Linked DNA regions of Mus musculus: region 1 is linked to region 2. A link is a contact called in public Hi-C data. All regions are on one chromosome and are shown on one strand. The core of a region is the stretch at or near the end of the contact, and the rest is flanking DNA. Distances in the headings are between cores, read along the strand shown.

Region 1 (4,611 bases), core at 1,891-4,390, 370 kb before region 2:
CTGTTTTTCTACTAATTCCTGTAATTCCTGGTACTTTATATGCCATGCTATATTTTTATTTTGAGAGCAAATGTGTGATGTGATGTATTTTGGTCTAAATCTACATTCTATAATATTCTAATAAAGTTTAAACTGGCCTCCTAAACATTCAACATTTCTTCATGTTGAAAACTCTTAATGTCTTCTACTGTGTGCATTTGGGTGCATGTATATGTAGGATAAAGCCAACTTCTGATACTTTATTTCTTCATTCCCCTCCTTTGTTTGTTTGTTTTGTGAGACAAAACCCCACTCTTGATACTAGAGACCACTGATGTCTTCCCTTTTCCTGCTTCCACTGGCGGGTCACCAATCCTCACAGAACCTCTTGTCTCCATCTTCTTCAGTGCCAGGTTTACCTACAGGAATGTACCACCCTGCTCAGCATTTTACATAGAACTCAAGTCTTCATTTCACACAAGGGGCAGTTTCCCCTCTGACCTGTCTCTAGACCCTTCTACCTGGCTCTCTAGACCCTTCTAGACTCATTGTTTTCTATGGTCCCCAGTTAATGCGGTTGCATACCAGGCCTTCTTGTCCCTTTGTCAAAGTAATTAACTTTCTGGATTTAAATTGCACAAGAAGACATAAAATTATTAGAGTTATGAGAAGAGGGCTCAGGACACTTTTAATTCAGTGCCTGCTGGTCAAGCTTTTCACTTATCCTACTCAATATTGCTGCATTTTAAAAGTGATTTCACAATTTTTAAAGTTGTAATTTTTTTATAACAAACCAAAAATACAGCCATTTTTTTTCTGCCCTTATACAAACCTAAGGAGAGGCTATGAGAAATTTAGATGTTATGTATGGACAAATGTCTTTCAGGTTCCCCTCCCTTTACCCTCCCGCCACCCCCCCAACACACTCCAATTCCAGCCCCCCCCCCCTTTTTGCCTTCTTTCTTCTGCTTCCATCCCTTTGTCAAACTAATTAATTATTCTGGATATAAATCCCCTAAGAAGAGATAAAATTATCAGAATTATGAGAAGACAGAGCAGGAGACCATTTTAATTATTTGAGTAACAATGCTATATGATTCCTTTCTTCAAAGGTTAACTTTTCAAATTGTTTTCTATGTATGAGACAGCATAACATGTAGCTAATAACAGAAGTTCATGCTCTATAAGAAAAGCTAGATTGGACTCTGAGTTGCCGAAGCATTCAGTCTACAGCCTTAATCTTGGTGACCAGGCAGCTAGAGGAAATAACATAATAAGTATTGCATTCTTCTTCCTCTTTCTAGTGCTTTCTACCACCCCAGAGTGTAATGATGACTCTCTGTCTTGATAAGGAACTCACAGCTACACAAGAACAAATACACAAAACTGGCCCAAACAGCTTATAGTTAACACTCAAAGATGAGCTCTCAATGGAGGTTGAGAAGAACTAAATAAAGTGTCTTGGGTTAAAATTTTAACTTATTCCTAAATGATATGAAAGTGATTTTTGCACGGATTTTACTGTTTTAATAATTTAGTTTAGTTTTTCAAAAAGGAAGCCAGAGGGAACACAACCCAACCAATGCTTGAGGTAGAATAAGTTCTTATACTTTCCATTCACTTTTTGGGGTATCTACTAAAAAGTGAGACTTTTATCTCCAAAGCTGCTTACTGGTAGTGGAAGTACTCTCTCCAGAATTCTCAAGAAGGATTGAAAATCAAAGAAAGAGGAACAAACATTTAGGGGAGGAGAGAATAGCCAGAGAGAGGGGGCAACACCAGCTGTAGTTTATTTGCCTTGAAATGCTTAGTCCCAACATTTTTATGTTATATTATGGTTTATGTTAAACATTAGTGAACTAATGTTTACTGCATGGCTACATGCACATGAGTCATGTGCGATAATATTTTATTGAACGCTTACCCAAACTCTGTAAGACAACCACTATCATCTTGAAGTATTTCAAAGAGTACTTATCTATAGACACAGAAATAGAAGTCAACACAGCTAGGACTGAAAGAGAGTTCTTTGAAATCTGAGAGCTCTCTATACTTCATTTTTTGCATTAGGAACGACATGCTAATGTGTTGGACTATGGGCACTATACAATAAAAAAACATTTGTTTCATCACATGTGCCTTATCTTCTTACTTTCTCATCTGAATCCTAAGCAACCAACTTTGGTGGAGTCAATGGATAGCGAGAATGTGAATAAAACTTGGTACAGAACCTTTTGTTATTTCAAGATACATTTGAACTATCAATCAACTGCTGTGTTTCTTGTTTTTAACCGCAACTATTTTAGGGTTTTATTCCATGTTTATTTTCCTTCTGTGTCTCAGTCCTCCCTTTATATGCTATTGCTCCAACTGGAAAAGGAAGCAGAATTCATATTTTAATTGCACTATCTAAAATAACAGGTAGCCAAGGAAGGTCACTGTGAAAGAATCCTGAGTCACTTCATACAATAGCATGGGATGTGAGCACCCTTCACCCACTCCCCAACTCCCACCTCATCTTACAGATGTAGTAAAAGAGAGGAAAGAGATTATTTACCTGCTTCTATTGAAGCTGAGGCCTGAAAGTCATATGTAACCTTTGAAGGACTGGTAATGGTTTTAATCACAGGGATAGCATCTTTTTGACAGGCAGAACAGAGTAAGGAGCCGAACCTCACTGGAAATATTAATGAGGCTATTTTGGAGCAATGGCTATTGCCTATGAAATCTCTCATCATGAGTCTATACTTAGAATTCAGTTGAACTCTGGAGGGAGGGGAGCAGAGCAGTGTTAATCCCCAGTTGTTTTTGAAGTTGCCTGGTTAGCAGGTTAGTGTCGGAACTGTCCAAAATGGAAGCACCGAATGCTTTCGGCACTGTGACTATCTGTGTGTATTTTTGTTTTTAACCTGTTTGTCTTATGGACGGTCACATTCACTCTCAGAGGTGATATTTCTCCGTTTTCTTTCAAACTAGATGTTCTAGGGAGCGCTCGCTGTAATCACTTTGGGAGACTGATGCTCCATGACAGCTAGAAGTTGGATTGAGTTTCAGTAGCTACTATATATAAAGCTGGGTCGACTTATGTCACCGCACTAATTAAATGCCATCTGGGTGGCTCCTCTGGGTTTTTGAGTCCATCACCCAGATCAGATCAGTCAGAGGCCAAGGAGGAGAACATGATGATGGACCTTTTTGAAACTGGCTCCTATTTCTTCTACTTAGATGGAGAAAATGTGACTCTTCAGCCATTAGAAGTGGCAGAGGGCTCTCCTTTGTATCCAGGGAGTGATGGTACCCTATCCCCTTGCCAGGACCAAATGCCCCAGGAAGCCGGGAGCGACAGCAGTGGAGAGGAACACGTTCTGGCTCCCCCAGGCCTGCAGCCTCCCCACTGCCCTGGCCAGTGTCTGATCTGGGCTTGCAAGACTTGCAAGAGAAAATCTGCCCCCACAGATCGTCGGAAAGCAGCTACCCTGCGCGAAAGGAGGAGACTAAAGAAAATCAACGAAGCCTTTGAGGCCCTGAAGCGTCGGACTGTGGCCAACCCCAACCAGAGACTGCCCAAGGTGGAGATTCTGCGGAGTGCCATCAGCTACATTGAGCGTCTACAGGACCTGCTGCACCGGCTGGATCAGCAAGAGAAGATGCAGGAGCTGGGCGTGGACCCCTACAGCTACAAACCCAAGCAAGAAATTGTAAGCCCATATGCGACCAGGGCAGGGAAATGTAAAAGGCCTATTAAAAGTCTTCCTGAGACTGTATCCTCCACCTGCTTGGTGCCTACCCCCTTTCTTGCCCGCCCCTAGCCTCTCTAATGAACCTCCAGTGACCCTAGAAGATAGAGCCCCTGTCCTAAGCAGGAAATGCAGTCTGGCCCAAGAAAGCAGGGGAGACACCCCCAAGCCTCCACCTCCCACCCCTCCTCTCCCCCCTGCGTATTTGTTTCTTTTCTAATCTGCTGCTTTGGTTTTCCTTCCAGCTTGAGGGTGCGGATTTCCTGCGCACCTGCAGCCCCCAGTGGCCAAGTGTTTCGGATCATTCCAGGGGCCTCGTGATAACTGCTAAGGAAGGTAACTTAAAAGAAAGGGCACTGGGCTGTACTGGAAGCATCTAGGCTCAGCACAGCACAGCACAGCACAGCACAGCACAGCACAGCACAGCACAGCACAGCACAGCACAGCACAGCACAGCACAGCACAGCACAGCACAGCACAGCACAGCACAGCATAGCACAGGAGTGCTCTGGCTGAGCACAAAGAGCTCAAAGCTAGCAACAGCCAAATCCGGGCGCTTTTTTTTTTTTTTTTTTCTCTCAGGGATGCAATCCTCCTGCGTGGCCTTGGTAGCCTTCTGTGGGGCACACAGAGGAATGCTACAGGCGCGGTTTGTGTTTGTTCTCTGTGCGCAGGAGGAGCAAACGTGGATGCCTCAGCCTCCAGCAGTCTTCAGCGCCTTTCTTCCATCGTGGACAGTATTTCTTCAGAGGAACGCAAACTCCCCAGCGTGGAGGAGGTGGTGGAGAAGTAACTCAGCCAGCATTTGGAACATTCTTCACCCAGCAGGAAGACCCCCCTTTCCACCTAATCATTTAGATTAGGGCTCACAGATGCCAGCTTTTATGAAAGGCGA
Region 2 (4,698 bases), core at 53-2,552:
GTGGAGTCTTGCTTCTTAGTTAAGGAAAATAGCTGAGGGGGTTACTTAAAGTTATTTCTCTCCTGCCTTGGATTAGATTCATGCTTGCAAAGTTTAGCCTTTATCTCTGCATCATTTTCTGCCTGCAGGATCATTTGTTTACTGCTTTCGAATTTATGGTTGTTTACAGGGTCCAGGACATTCCACCATTTCTCACCTAAGACTTGAGAATACATTATTTTTACACGTAAAACTTCAAATATTGTGACGCTAAAACAGAGTGGGCTTGGCACGATATTAAAGCAAAAGATTGTGACTTTCATTGAATTGTGAGAGAAGGCAGGTCCTGTAGAAAGGCAAAAGCCAGGCAGGGAAACACACCTGTGTGTTTTAAATTTTCTCAGCTTCGTCTTTATTAAGAGTCATTTTATCTTTTGATTTGTTTGAGAATAGCCTTCTGAGACTTAACCCACACATTACACAATTCACCCTCTCAAGGGGTAGGTACACTACAGTGAATTCTAGTTTCTTCAGGGTTATGGTGTGGTTACCATATTCGATTTAAGAGTATTTTTATTACTCCAAAGAAATCTCACAACCGTGTGTTCTCTCAAAGAGAGTCAGCATAACTCCAAAGGGAGTTAGAAGGGAGGAAAGGTTCCAAGTCCTTTGTATTCCTGCCTCTAAATACTGTGGAATGGACAGGCAGGTGCCTCCTGCTCTCAGCTTGGCTGTTGTCGCTAGTGGCCAGACCTGTCAATCACTCCTGGAAACACGCCCCCCCCCCCAACCCTGCTGGGTAACCCTCCTTCCACACCTCCTCTAGGTTGCCAAGAAATCCTGGAACAAATGATGCCCCGGAGCTGCTTGTGGTTTTAGTAAGTAGGGTTTGAGTTGAATTTTAAACAAAGAAATAAATGTGTAAAGGAAAATGATATCCCAGAGCCTCACTATAATGTCCAAAGTTATATGCTTTTGCTTTAGGAAAGAGACACATGCTTTATTTTAAATAAGCCATTGGGCCCTTTGGGCTTTTTCTAGGCGTCTTTGTGTGTATCTAAGTCCTATTAAACTCTCTGTCAAATTGCAAGTGACTGTCATGGGCTGAAAATGCGTGTAAGAGTTGAATTTAGGGGTGACGCAACTCAACCCCTATAAACTCCTGGCCACTTTCCCCAGGCCTCCGTTCCAGCCTGTTGCTTTCTTGCTGACTCCAGGTCGGTTTTTATCGCAGACTTCAGTTTGACTTCCAAACTTCGGGGCTAGGGGCTCACCTCTTGATTAGCCCCGCCTCCTGCAGGCTCCCCCTCGGGGCTAGTGCCACAGCTGTTGGGACTGCAAACTGCTCCGACTGCAGCTAGGGACAGAGAGAAAGTATGAAGCCATCCTGGTTGCAATGTCGCAAAGTAACAGGCGCCGGGACGCTTGGGGCACCTCTGCCAGGATCCCCTTCAGTAAGAGGAGCCGCTGTGACCCGAAGGGCTTTGGTGGCCGGGTTTGGGGGCAGGGGCTGCAGGGCTCTGACCACCGGCAGTGGTGGTGAGTACAAGACCCACTTCGCAGCCTCTGTGGCTGACCCCGAAAGATTCTGGGGTAAAGCTGCTGAGCAGATCAGTTGGTACAAGCCCTGGACCAAAACTCTAGAGAGCAGATACCCGCCTTCCACAAGTTGGTGAGTGGTGTCTTAGTCATTTCCATTATCTCCTAACTTCTTAGATGCCAAGGCTGGAAGGTCTGGGACCAGGGATCTAAAGTTCTAAGAATGAAAAGAAAATCAAAATGTACGATGCCTTCAGCTATTGCTTGTTTGTTGGTTTCATTCTCATAGCTGTCCTACATTCTCTTTCTGAAGTTCTTGGTTATCTAGGGTGATCCCAGTGCCACAGAGGTTGACTTGCCAAGGCCCTGCTTGGCAGTGGGGATGAAGTTAAGTGACCAAAACAAAGGCTCAGGAAAACAAAGGCTTGGCTTGCATGGACTCTGCTGACTAGAAGAGGAGATCCTGTGTAAACAAATATAGAGTGTGTAATAGACTAGGGAATTATGGAGGGAGAAAGGGGGAAGGGCTGAGCAAGCCCTGGAAAGATTAGATCTCATCATTTCAAAGCTGAAGTGATCTTAGTATCAAAGTTCAAGGGGGTACCAGAGAGCCTGAAGTAACGGACACTGTAACTGTGTTATCTGGAGAAGTGAGAGAAAGGAGTTGGGGTAAAAGGAGGATTAGATAGTGTGCTAGGTACCATAGGCTTGTGCGTATGAAACCCCAGGATTGCCTAGGGGCTGATAGAGGCCAGGTGACCCATGGAGTCACAGTAGGAAGAAAGCTTTCATCTTGACATTTCAATTATAAATCCTTTCAAACATTGCTTTTATATTCAAAGGAGAAGACATTGTAGAAAAGTGTCTTTAGGCTACTGAGAGAGTGAGGCCCACAGACATGGAGTTTCTGGGTGCCTAGCCCTTTAAGGATATGGCTTCTCCCATCTGCTAGTTATTAGGAAATATTATCTGTAAAATTTGAAAAAAGAGCTTCGTAGCAGATGAGGGCAGTGCATTGGTCAAGCTGCCCTCTGTCTGTTCGGTTGATGACTTTATTCTCAGAACAGAGAATCTGTAATGAGAGTGAGAGGAGTCCCTTTTGCGTCTTCATCCTGCCTTGTTCCCTTTTGGTTTTGTTTGTGGGAATGTTTCCATGGTGATTCACATGCCCCCCCCCCCCACACACACACAATTTCATTTCTTATTCTAGTAGTATATGATCCATTCACTTTTTTTGTGGTGACAGCGAACTAGGCAGTAAGTATATAGCCATGGGTGAGTAACAGTGTTAGCTCTCTGGAACACATTGCCTGTGACTTAATCTCCATTTTTTTTCTTCCTTAAAATCAAGTCATTAGTTTGAGGATTAGCTGATTAAAGAAACAAGACTGGGTGACCCTGTGGATTAGACTGTAATTGTTATTAGTGGAAAAGCTAACTTTTTAGTTTTCATTTTGCAATCATGGTAGGAACAGGAAGCTTTTTTATTGCCCTTCATATGACAACAGAGATTATCACCCAAGGTTGTTCTCAAAGCTCAGTATATCTGTCATAAATTACTGCTCTCTAATAGTCTTATGTGGCTACCTTTACCACAAAACCAATATGCAAAGATTTCAGGTAGAAGGTCACTGGGGGCTGGTGAGATTGGCTCAGTTGGTAGAGGTTAGGATCTTGATGCCAGTATTGACAGCTTAGGTTCAGTCCTGGGGACTCTCAGGGCAGAAGAAGAGAACAGACTCCCAAAAGTTGTTTTGTTTTGTTTTGTTTTTTTTTTTTTTTTTTTATGGGAGGGGAGGGGATATCTGTATCCATGTTGTAACACACAGGTGCGCACGCGCGCGCGCGCGCACACACACACACACACACACACACACACTAAATAAACAAAGTTAACAATTTTACAAAGAGGTCACTGGGATACTGTCACTGAAACCTGAAGATAGTCAAATAAGTCTTGGGCAATGGCAGTGACAGAAGAGAGACTGAAGTGAGTCCATAGGCCCAGCATGGGTCAGTGAAGCTCCAAGAAACAGCAAAGAAAGAAAAATTAATGCCCGTGGCAGAAGGTGACTTAGGACACAAGAGCTCCTTCCAAAGACTTGTTTTTCTTCTTTAAACTCAAACTTTTAGTGGAAATTTTAAAAGTTGTGCAAGTAACATACTGCTTTTAACAAGAACTTTTGAAGATTTGTATGTCAATCATTTTAATCCGTGGTAGATCACTAGCATTTGCTAACGTTGCACCTGAATTATTCATCTTTGAACTCAAGGGTCAAGATCTCTCTTACCTCTTTCCTGGCATCCTAGATTAATACAATTTTTTAGTCTCATTAAGTTCAGAGGTTTCATTCAGTGTTTCTGAAGTCATTTGGTTGGCGTAGCAAAGTTGAAGTGGACAGAGATGGGGCAGCAAAGTTCCATTTCATTCAGTAGATGGCTTCCTTTTGAGTTACTGCTATTATTATACTGTATTGTTATATAATTTGTGGATATTACTGTTTGGTTAGTGATTACCAATAGGGCCAAACACTAAGAAAGGCAAATGTTCTTCACCGTCCTAAGTATCTCTGTGCCTAGAGTAGAGTTAGCATGCATTTTTAAAGACAATAGTCCAATAGCAGCATTTTCGACAAGAGGAGTTTCATTGCTGTATTTGAGTAGTAAGTGAGTGTAACCATGAGTTGATGTGAGGTAACTGCCTACTTTTCTCAAGCAGAACAGAGGGATTGCTTATAGGCAACTTCAGGTTTCCAGTTGTGGCGGACGTACTTTGGTTTAGTGTCTGATTTCTGTGGACTCACCTCAACCTACGTGTGTTCTCTTTCAGTAAAAGCCCATCTTGTCATTTTAATCATGAAACTTTTCTCAGAATGTGTGGGTCTGTCAAAGCACTTAACACACATGGCACAAAGTCTCTGACTATCTTACACGCACAGGCATACAAACATGGGATATAAGTTTTGAGGATGTCATGTACTTTTCGCAACATAAGAAGCTCACTGAAATTCATCTCTAGCTCTTTGCTCTGAGATGACTGAACAGGGAAGGCCAACATTAAACCGGTGGATTAAAGTTGCCAAAACAAACAAAGAAACAAACAAAAACCAACCAACCAAACAAACAAACAACCACCCAACCAACCAAACAACCAACCAAAAAAACAAAAAAACAACCAGA

Evidence for each region. A called contact is a pair of places that touch in the nucleus more often than the background predicts.
Region 1: a contact with region 2 is called in a Hi-C map of muscle stem cells, with 1.9 times the contacts expected there. The contact joins the promoter of Myf6 here to the promoter of Acss3 in region 2. A contact is called at or near these places in 4 of 39 promoter capture datasets (the 3T3-L1 cell line, 3T3-L1-derived adipocytes, embryonic stem cells and 1 more) and 2 of 484 Hi-C or Micro-C datasets (muscle stem cells and uterus).

What each region holds. Positions count from the first base shown.
Region 1 is chr10:107,493,252-107,497,862 of GRCm38.p6, reverse strand. It overlaps Myf6 (myogenic factor 6), which reads left to right and starts at 3,140. Exons shown (of 3, transcript NM_008657.3): 1 at 3,140-3,677; 2 at 3,962-4,052; 3 at 4,391-4,611. The coding sequence starts at 3,159. The coding sequence ends at 4,509. Gm36177 (a long non-coding RNA gene) reads right to left here and starts at 2,595. Exons shown (of 6, transcript XR_872011.1): 1 at 2,537-2,595.
Region 2 is chr10:107,120,241-107,124,938 of GRCm38.p6, reverse strand. Acss3 (acyl-CoA synthetase short-chain family member 3) reads left to right here and starts at 1,302. Exons shown (of 16, transcript NM_001142804.2): 1 at 1,302-1,651. The coding sequence starts at 1,356.